Regions from separate parts of the Sus scrofa genome. Here all the other regions are linked to region 1. A link is a contact called in public HiChIP or PLAC-seq and promoter capture Hi-C data. All regions are on one chromosome and are shown on one strand. The core of a region is the stretch at or near the end of the contact, and the rest is flanking DNA. Distances in the headings are between cores, read along the strand shown.

Region 1 (2,568 bases), core at 40-2,539:
GTCATCTCCGCTGAGCCATCTCCTGCCGCCTTCCTTTCCTGCTCTGGAGCTTCCATAACACGTCCAAACCTCCGTCATTTGTTTTAAAGTCTTTCTTGCCCCTTATCCACACTTCCAACCCCAAAGAAATGAGTCTTGGAGTTCCCATTACGCCTCAGCAGGTTACGAACCTGACTAGGATCCCTGAGGATGCGGGTTCGATCCAGGCCTCGCTCAGTGGGTTAAGGATCCAGCGTTGCCATGAGCTGTGGCAGCTCAGATCTGGTGTGGCTGTGGCACAGGCCAGCAGCTGCAGCTTCGATCTGACCCCTAGCATGGGAATTTTCATATGCTGCAGGTTCAGCCCTAAAAAGTAAAAAAAAAAAAAAAAAAAAAAAAAAGGCATGAATCCTTTTTACTGTCTCACAGTACCTGGCGTTAAAGAGGCGCTTAATTGGAGTTCCCTTCATGGCACAGTGGTTGACGAATCCAACCAGGAACCATGAGGTTGCGGGTTTGATCCCTGGCCTTGCTCAGTGGGTTAAGGAGCTGTGGCATAGGTCGCAGACGTGGCTCAGATCCTATGTTGCTGTGGCTCTGGCGTAGGCCAGTGGCTACAGCTCCAATTAGACTGGGAACTTCCATATGCTGCGGGTGTGGCCCTAGAAAAGACCGGAAAAAAAAAAAAAAAAGAATCGTCTTTATGGCGACAGGATAAACTCAGGCCCTTTTCTTTCCTCATCCCTAGCAGCCTACTGGCGCAGCTGACCCTGCCTGGTGCTCCCCTGCCCCACCAGTGGCCTGTGCCCCTTATGTGTCCGCCTTCACGTCTCCCTGTCCTAACTACTTCCTGCCTTTGCCACTAGCAGTGAGGTCCCTCTCCCATTCTAGCTCTGCTCTCTGACAGCCAGGCTTACCTCGCGCGCGCGCACGCGCGTGTGTGTAGGTCTCATTATCCCCATACCCCTACACTCCTCAGATCTCTCTACCATGCCCTATTTCACCAACCATCCCCAAGAGGAATACCTGGGAGCAGGGAAAAAAGAATGAGACGTCAGGTCCAGGGAAGGTGAGATTTAGGAGAGACAAAGTAAAGGACTGGGCCACGAAGCTTGCTTACATCCTAACCCTGGCTAGGAAATTCTCTTTGCTCCTGCCCGAACCTGGACTCTTCCCTTTTTCATCACTACCACCACCCCAGTCTCCTGACACTCCCAGAAAAGACAAACCCAAAAAGGAAAGAACAGTAGTGCCTTCCTCTCCAGCCTGTCTGCCCAGACAGAACCATTCCTGACCCAAAGGAAGTGTCCTCCTGGTCCCTTTTACTGGAAAGCCACGGCAGGTCATCTGAAGCCAGGGGCCTCCACGGCACAGGTTATGTGCTAAGGAAGAGGCTGGGGGTCTCAGAGGCAGGATGAACTAAGGGCTAATGGCTGAGGATGCAAAGTAACCAGGGCCAGAAAGGGACAGGCCAAGTGGGGCCTCATTTTACCATAAGAGCCCTAGGACCCAGACAGGATAGGACCCCCCCACACCCCCAGTTGTGCAGAAGGGAAGACTGAGGGACAGAGAGAAACTGACATGCCCGAGGGGCTAGACTGGGACCACGAGCAGTTCTCTGGACTCTGAGGGTCCCCAACCCTTCTCTGCCTTAACAAAAACACTCTCATGATACCCACCTGTGTGGGTCTGGAATGGAATCCACCCAAAGCTGGCAAGCTCCAGGATGCTTGCCATACCAGGCCAAGAAGGCGGGATAAAGCAGGGGTTCATGAGAACCACATAAGTAAATGTGCAGCTCTCGGGGCCTGGTATGACTTTGGGAGGTGCGGCTGCTTGGCTTCCAGGTGGTTGGAGCTAAGTGCTAAGAAGGCAATAGAGGAGTTCCCGTCGTGGCACAGTGGTTAACGAATCCGACTAGGAACCATAAGGTTGCGGGTTCGGTCCCTGCCCTTGCTCAGTGGGTTAACGATCCTGCGTTGCCGTGAGCTGTGGTGTAGGCTGCAGACGCGGCTCGGATCCTGCGTTGCTGTGGCTCTGGCGTAGGATGGCAGCTACAGCTCCGATTGGACCCCTAGCCTGGGAACCTCCATATGCCGCGGGAGCGGCCCAAGAAATAGCAAAAAGAAAGAAGAAAAAAAAAGAAGGCAGTAGAACATTCAAGACCCCTCTCACACAAGGTTCAAGCAGCGCCTTCACATTTATCACCTCTGCAGTCTCTGAACAGCTCCAAGAACAGCTCCCCACTGTAGAGCTGGAAGCAACCAGGCCCACGGAGTTGCTTCTTGACTCTGGAACTTAAGTTCAACCAGGGTAGAACCTGAGTTCTCTGACTCCTAGCACAAATGCCCAGGCAAGGGTCCCAGGCCCACTAAAGCTCTGGTCAAGAGTGAATACATTCTTGGAGTTCCCGTCGTGGCTCAGTGGTCGACGAATCCGACTAGGAACCATGAGATTATGGGTTTGATCCCTGGCCTCGCTCAGTGCGTTAAGGATTCGGCATTGCCGTGAGCTGTGGTGTAAGTCGAAGACGCGGCTCGGATCTCACACTGCTGTAGCTCTGGCGTAGGCCAGTGGCTACAGCTCCAA
Region 2 (2,568 bases), core at 26-2,525, 240 kb after region 1:
AGGGTGTTCAGCACATCCCCCGCCCCACCCCCAAGGCCTGAGGAGGGGGAGTTCCGAGGGAAACTGGGCAGCTCCTGACCAAAGATTCTTTTGGGGGTTGGGGAGGACAGGACAGAAGGAGAAGGAGGAAGATGGAAACAACTGGGATTACTCATACAAGTTGATGCCGACGCTGTCAAAGCGTCTTCCGAAAATAACTGGGCACACCAGCTTCCACCCGGCCCGGCCCCCTGGCTGGGCGGTGGGCTCCTTAAAACCTCTTTTAGCTCAAACGTATCCTCTGTAAAGTTGAAAGAGATGCATTTCTAACAGGGCTAGTGGGGCGCAGCCGGGCGCCTGCCCTGCGGTCTCCACGCTCCCCACTGCCGGGAGCTCTCTGCTGGCGCGACCCTCACTGTGACCTTCTGGCCACCAAGGTTGGGGGTCAGAGAGATCAACGCAGGTGACTTCAGCTCTAGGCCTTCTCTTACATTTTGCACAAACCACGGCCGAAACTCCAGCTCGCTCCCTGCACCTCCCCAAAGTGGCATCGCTTCAGTGCCCTCCTCCCGCCTCATAAAAGTCCGGGGTTTCTGGATTTACGACGCGAGAGTTGGAGGGTCGCTTGAGTAGTGACACACCCCGTTGCCTCGCCTGTGCCACGGCGCGGGCCGGTGGCGGGGAGGGCAGCACCGCGCGGGCCCGCGCCCCTCGGACCCGCCTGCCCCCTGCCCGACCGCCTGGGAACCGCTGTCGTCCCGCACTTGGCGGCCCCCGCCCCCACCTGCCGGCTCCTTCCGCCGGCCCTGCCCTCCCCACCCCACCGCCCCCGGGGTTGGCCGCGCCGCGGGCTAACGGGGCCGCGGCCGCTTAAACATTAAATCGGGCGCCCCAGCTGCGCTGGCCGCCCGGCTCCGCGCCACTGCGCCCCGCACGCCGGCCCCCTCGTCGGGGCCCCGCCGCCCGTTCGGGGCGCGGGCCTCGGGGTGCACGGGCCCGGCGCCTCACCTGGTACGTAGATCTCGCCACGCTCCTCGTCGGGGAGCTCGCTCCAGTTCCGTTTGCACGTGGAGACGCACGGCTTCTTCACCAGAAACGCGCGGGGCATTTTTGAACCTTCCTCGCCGGGCACCGGCCGCTTCCGTAACTAGAGCCGGAGCCGTCCCACCTTTCCCGGGCCGGGCTGGCGGCGGCGGGCGGCGGCGGCGGGGAGGGGGGGGCAGGTCGGGAAAGGTGTCGCCGAAGCGTCCCGCGTTCCGCCGGGAGGACGTGCCTGGGACGGCGCGCGCCCGTTTCAACTCCGCGGAGCTGTCGCGGTCCTCCGTCCGAACGAGGTTGCCTTGCAGCCAGGTGCACCGGGCGGCGACGGAAGCGGCAGGTAAGCGTCTCCCGGCGCGACTGGCGTCCTCCGCGGCCCTCGGGAAGTCTTAAAGTGCGAGCCGGCCGGACGGGTTCACGCTTTATTGGCTCGCGGCGGTGTGTGTTGGTGGCTGGGGCGGGGAGGGGGGTGATCCGAGCTAATTAGCTTGGAGTGGCCTGGGAGGCGACGGCGCATGCGTTGGGAAATAACGGTGGCAACCCACCTATTTGTTACCTGTCGAACCGGTTTCCATTCCGCTGCCGGTGAGGTGGCCTCGCGGCCTGGGCGGGGTGGCGGGGTGGCCGGGCGGGGGCGGCGGGGGGGGGCAGGCGGAGGGCACCCAGCACCCCGCTGCCCTGCAGGACCTCCCAGCGGGAGTGCCAGCGCTCGTCAACCGGAGTTTCGGAGGGAACAGAGGAGGGGAGGGAGGGAGGGAGGGGCAGGGGCAACGTTACTTGGTGCTCGCAGGCTCCAAAGGGTGATGAAACTCGCCGGACTGGGCCCGGCGCGCCCCGGGCGCCTGGGGAGGCGCGAAGCCGTCGGGCGGGACTGGGCGGCCCGGTCCACACTTGTTGAACCGGGCCTGAGCCCAGGCGGCCCCGGGTCCCAAAGGCCTGGCTGAGCAATTCGTGGTTCAGCCCAGAGGTATTTGCTGGTCGCCGGCTCCGTGCGGAAAGGCACGCGGGGCCGCAGGAGCGCTCAGGCCGGCAGGCGGGCAGGCCCCGCCGCAATACGAAGCGGAGAGCGCCCGCCCGACCAGGGGCCGAGCCCTGCCGGGAGCCTGCCTTCTGGCGGGGTGAGTACGGAAGGCTTAGTGGAGGAAGGCGCGTTTAAACCGCTGAGTCCACCGTGATCCCCAAAGACCCCAGCGCTTTAGTCATGGGGGTTTGTACCCCCCACCAAAGTCCTCATCAGATTCCCAAATGGCCGGATATCAGGTACAGCAAGACTGGAGGTGAGCAGAGGACAGAGGACCCAACTTACTTGGCCTGGCTCCACAGAGCTCCTGCTTTACCCCCACAGCCCAGCCTCGGCTGAAGACCCCTCCCTCCAACCATTCACCGCCCACTGCGCAGTCCCCAGGCCCAGCCTCCTGGAGGGAGGTCCCGCCCACCACAGAAGCTGAGAAGTGCTTGGTGGCCTCCAGTGAGACACAGTAACTGAGTCTACAGCCACTAGGCTTCTCTTCCCAGCTGATCTGAAAAGGGCAGGGATGGGACCCCTTCCTC
Region 3 (2,568 bases), core at 20-2,519, 140 kb after region 1:
AGCCACTTCAGGGGCCGGATCACAGCCTGTCTTGGAGCCTGATGGGGGTGGGGGGTGGGGGGTGGGCGGTGGTTTACCAGGGTCCCACATCCCGTCCCAGGATTGAGGTACTGGGGAGTCAGCCACCTTAGTTCTGCAGTCCCTCCGGATGGGAACGGTACCCCATCACCAAGTCCCCGCCCTCCTCCCAACGCCGGCGAGTCCCAAACAGACGCTGGCCGGGCCATGGGCTCTGCTTCCTTCTCAGTTTATTAGCCCCCACCCAGCCTCCAGCAAGTCCCTCCGCTCCAGCCTCCAGTCCCCTGCTGCCCCGCCAGCGAGAGCCAGGGGCCCTCCTCAGCGTCAGGGTTTTCTAAGTCCATGCAAGCGGCCCCTCGTGCGCAGCCGGGGCGGCGTTCGAGTCCCGAAGTTCACTGCAATCCCGGCGCTTGGGGACCAATCCTGGCGGGCGTCGGCGGGAAGCTGTACCCTCAATCATCTGGGGAACAGGCCAGAGGCAACTGATCGGGACTGCCCACGCTGCCAGTACTGGAGCTTCCATCGCCCAGGTCACGGGGACCGCACGGGGGCAAAGCCAGCTCGGGTGTTGGCGCAGCGCCTGAGCCCCCCGAGCCGCCGGGGCCGCCGCGGGGGCCCCACTCCTCGCCCAGCGCCAGGCAGAGCTCCTTAAGCGCCAGGTTCTCCCGCAGCAGCTCCTCCTGGCGGCCCTCCAGCTCCGCCAGCTTCTGCCAACAACCGCCTAGGTCCTCGCGCACGGCTCGGGATGCTTGGGTTCCGAAGAGCTGCCACTGGCGCGCGGCGCGCCGCCCGCGCTGGCGCTCCGAGTCCAGGAAGCAGCAGAGGTCGCGCAGCTCGCGGTTCTCAGCTTGTAGGCGCCGGTTAAGCTGCTTGAGCTCGCGGATCTCGCCCAGATGACCCTGTAGCTGCCGATTCACCTCCTGCATGAGGCGGCCGCGCTGCACCAGAGCCGCCAGGCGCGCCGCCTCCTCCCGCCGCAGGCGCCGCACCAGCTCCTCCTTGCCCAGAGCCGCCATCTCCTCATCCGTCAGCTCCTCCAGGCCGCCCGTCTCGGCCTCCATGGCTGCTCAGGCCTCTGGAGCATCGCCTGCCCGCCGCCGCGGCCCAGGAGCCCCACGACGAGCTCCGCGGCGCCGGGGTTCTAGCACCCGCTCGGCAGACGGTCTGTGGTTAAGCGAGCGTAGGATGCAGCAGTCGAGCGGGGGTGGGCACGCGGCGGGGCGCGCGCCGGGGCGGGGCCACATGACGTTAAGGAACGACAGCCAATCTGGGAAAGCCTCCTCGGAAAGGGGCGGGACCTGGGCGCCGGGGTGGGGGCGAGAGAGGGAGGGCGAGGGAGAGTGGACCGTTTTCGGACTGCGGAGTCCCCGACCCTCGTGCACCTTGGGTACCCGCGTCACCGACCTCTGTTCCAGTCAACCCTAAACTAGGCGCTTCGAACTTCCCAATTCCCAACATCCTCAGGCTCGAGCCTAGGCCTCTCGGCTCCTCCCGAGAACTAAGAATCGGATGGCGGGGGTGGGGGTGGGGGTTCCCACCCTCCTGCCCACCCGCCCCCGACGGAACCTAGACGGGCCGCCTTTCCATCCTTCCTAGCTTAGCTTGAGCTCGACAGTCTCGGCTCACTGAGTTTCGCTCCCAGTCCTCGGAACCCTAAATCCTAAGGTCCTGGCTCACCATCGGCCTACCCTCCCCCTCACGGAGTGTTCCTGCTCGGTGGGAGAGGCATACAAGGGATTCGTTTCTTCAGAAAACCTTTCTTTTTTTTCTTTTTTCAAAAAACCATTATTGTGTGTGAGATCCACGCAGAAATAAACTTAATCAAAATCCTATACTGTCCTCAAAGAGATCTTAATTTAGCAGAAGAGACAAGCTGTGCTAAATCCAAGAAGCAAATGGAGAAAGAGCATATTTTGAGGGACTGCCTTCCACCCGCAAAAGTTTTCCCAATAGAGGTGATATCTGAGGGACTCTAAAAGATGCATAGGGGAGTTCCCATCGTGGCGCAGTGGTTAACGAATCCGACAAGTAACCATGAGGTTTTGGGTTCAATCCCTGGCCTTGTTCAGTGGCTTAAGGATCCAGCATTGCCGTGAGCTGTGGTGTAGGTCGAAGTTTCGGCTTGGCTCGGATCCTGCATTGCTGTGGTTCTGGCCTAGGCGGTGGCTACAGCCCCGATTTGACCCCTAGCCTGAGAACCTCCACATGCCGATCAAAAAAAAAAAAAAAAAAAAAAGCATAGGACTGGAGTTCCTGTTGTGAGTCAGCGGTTCAAACCCAACTAGTATCTATGACGACATGGGTTCCATCCCTGACCCCTCTCAGTAAGTTAAGGATCTGGTGGTGAGTTGCGGTGACGGTCACAGACCCAGCTGGGATCTGGTGTGGCTGTGGCACAGGCTGGAGGCTGCAGCTCCAATTTGACCCTTAGCCTGAGAACTTCCATATGCCGCAGGTGCAGCCCTAAAAAAACAAAAAACAAAAAACAAAACAACAACAAAAAATAGGACTTTGGCAAGTAAGGAGAAAACTATTTCAGGGACAGGGAGT

Evidence for each region. Promoter capture Hi-C pulls out the DNA fragments that hold promoters and counts their contacts. HiChIP or PLAC-seq counts read pairs in DNA pulled down with a chosen protein or histone mark.
Region 2: a promoter capture Hi-C map of fetal liver shows a contact between it and region 1, with 2.2 times the contacts expected there. The contact joins the promoter of AP5B1 here to the promoter of SF3B2 in region 1. A contact is called at or near these places in 1 of 5 promoter capture datasets (fetal liver), 1 of 47 Hi-C or Micro-C datasets (liver) and 1 of 2 datasets of contacts at active chromatin or transcription factors (alveolar macrophages).
Region 3: a contact with region 1 is called in an H3K27ac HiChIP or PLAC-seq map of alveolar macrophages. The contact joins the promoter of CCDC85B here to the promoter of SF3B2 in region 1. A contact is called at or near these places in 2 of 47 Hi-C or Micro-C datasets (embryonic fibroblasts and epiblast stem cells) and 2 of 2 datasets of contacts at active chromatin or transcription factors (alveolar macrophages and skeletal muscle).

Annotation. Positions count from the first base shown.
Region 1 is chr2:6,294,261-6,296,828 of Sscrofa11.1, forward strand. SF3B2 (splicing factor 3B subunit 2) reads right to left here and starts at 1,290. Exons shown (of 22, transcript XM_003122505.4): 1 at 1-1,290.
Region 2 is chr2:6,537,509-6,540,076 of Sscrofa11.1, forward strand. AP5B1 (AP-5 complex subunit beta-1) reads left to right here and starts at 1,276. Exons shown (of 3, transcript XM_021082823.1): 1 at 1,276-1,357. OVOL1 (putative transcription factor Ovo-like 1) reads right to left here and starts at 1,484. Exons shown (of 4, transcript XM_003122528.4): 1 at 988-1,484. The coding sequence starts at 1,087.
Region 3 is chr2:6,436,559-6,439,126 of Sscrofa11.1, forward strand. CCDC85B (coiled-coil domain-containing protein 85B) reads right to left here and starts at 1,270. Exons shown (of 1, transcript XM_003122520.4): 1 at 229-1,270. The coding sequence starts at 1,079. The coding sequence ends at 471.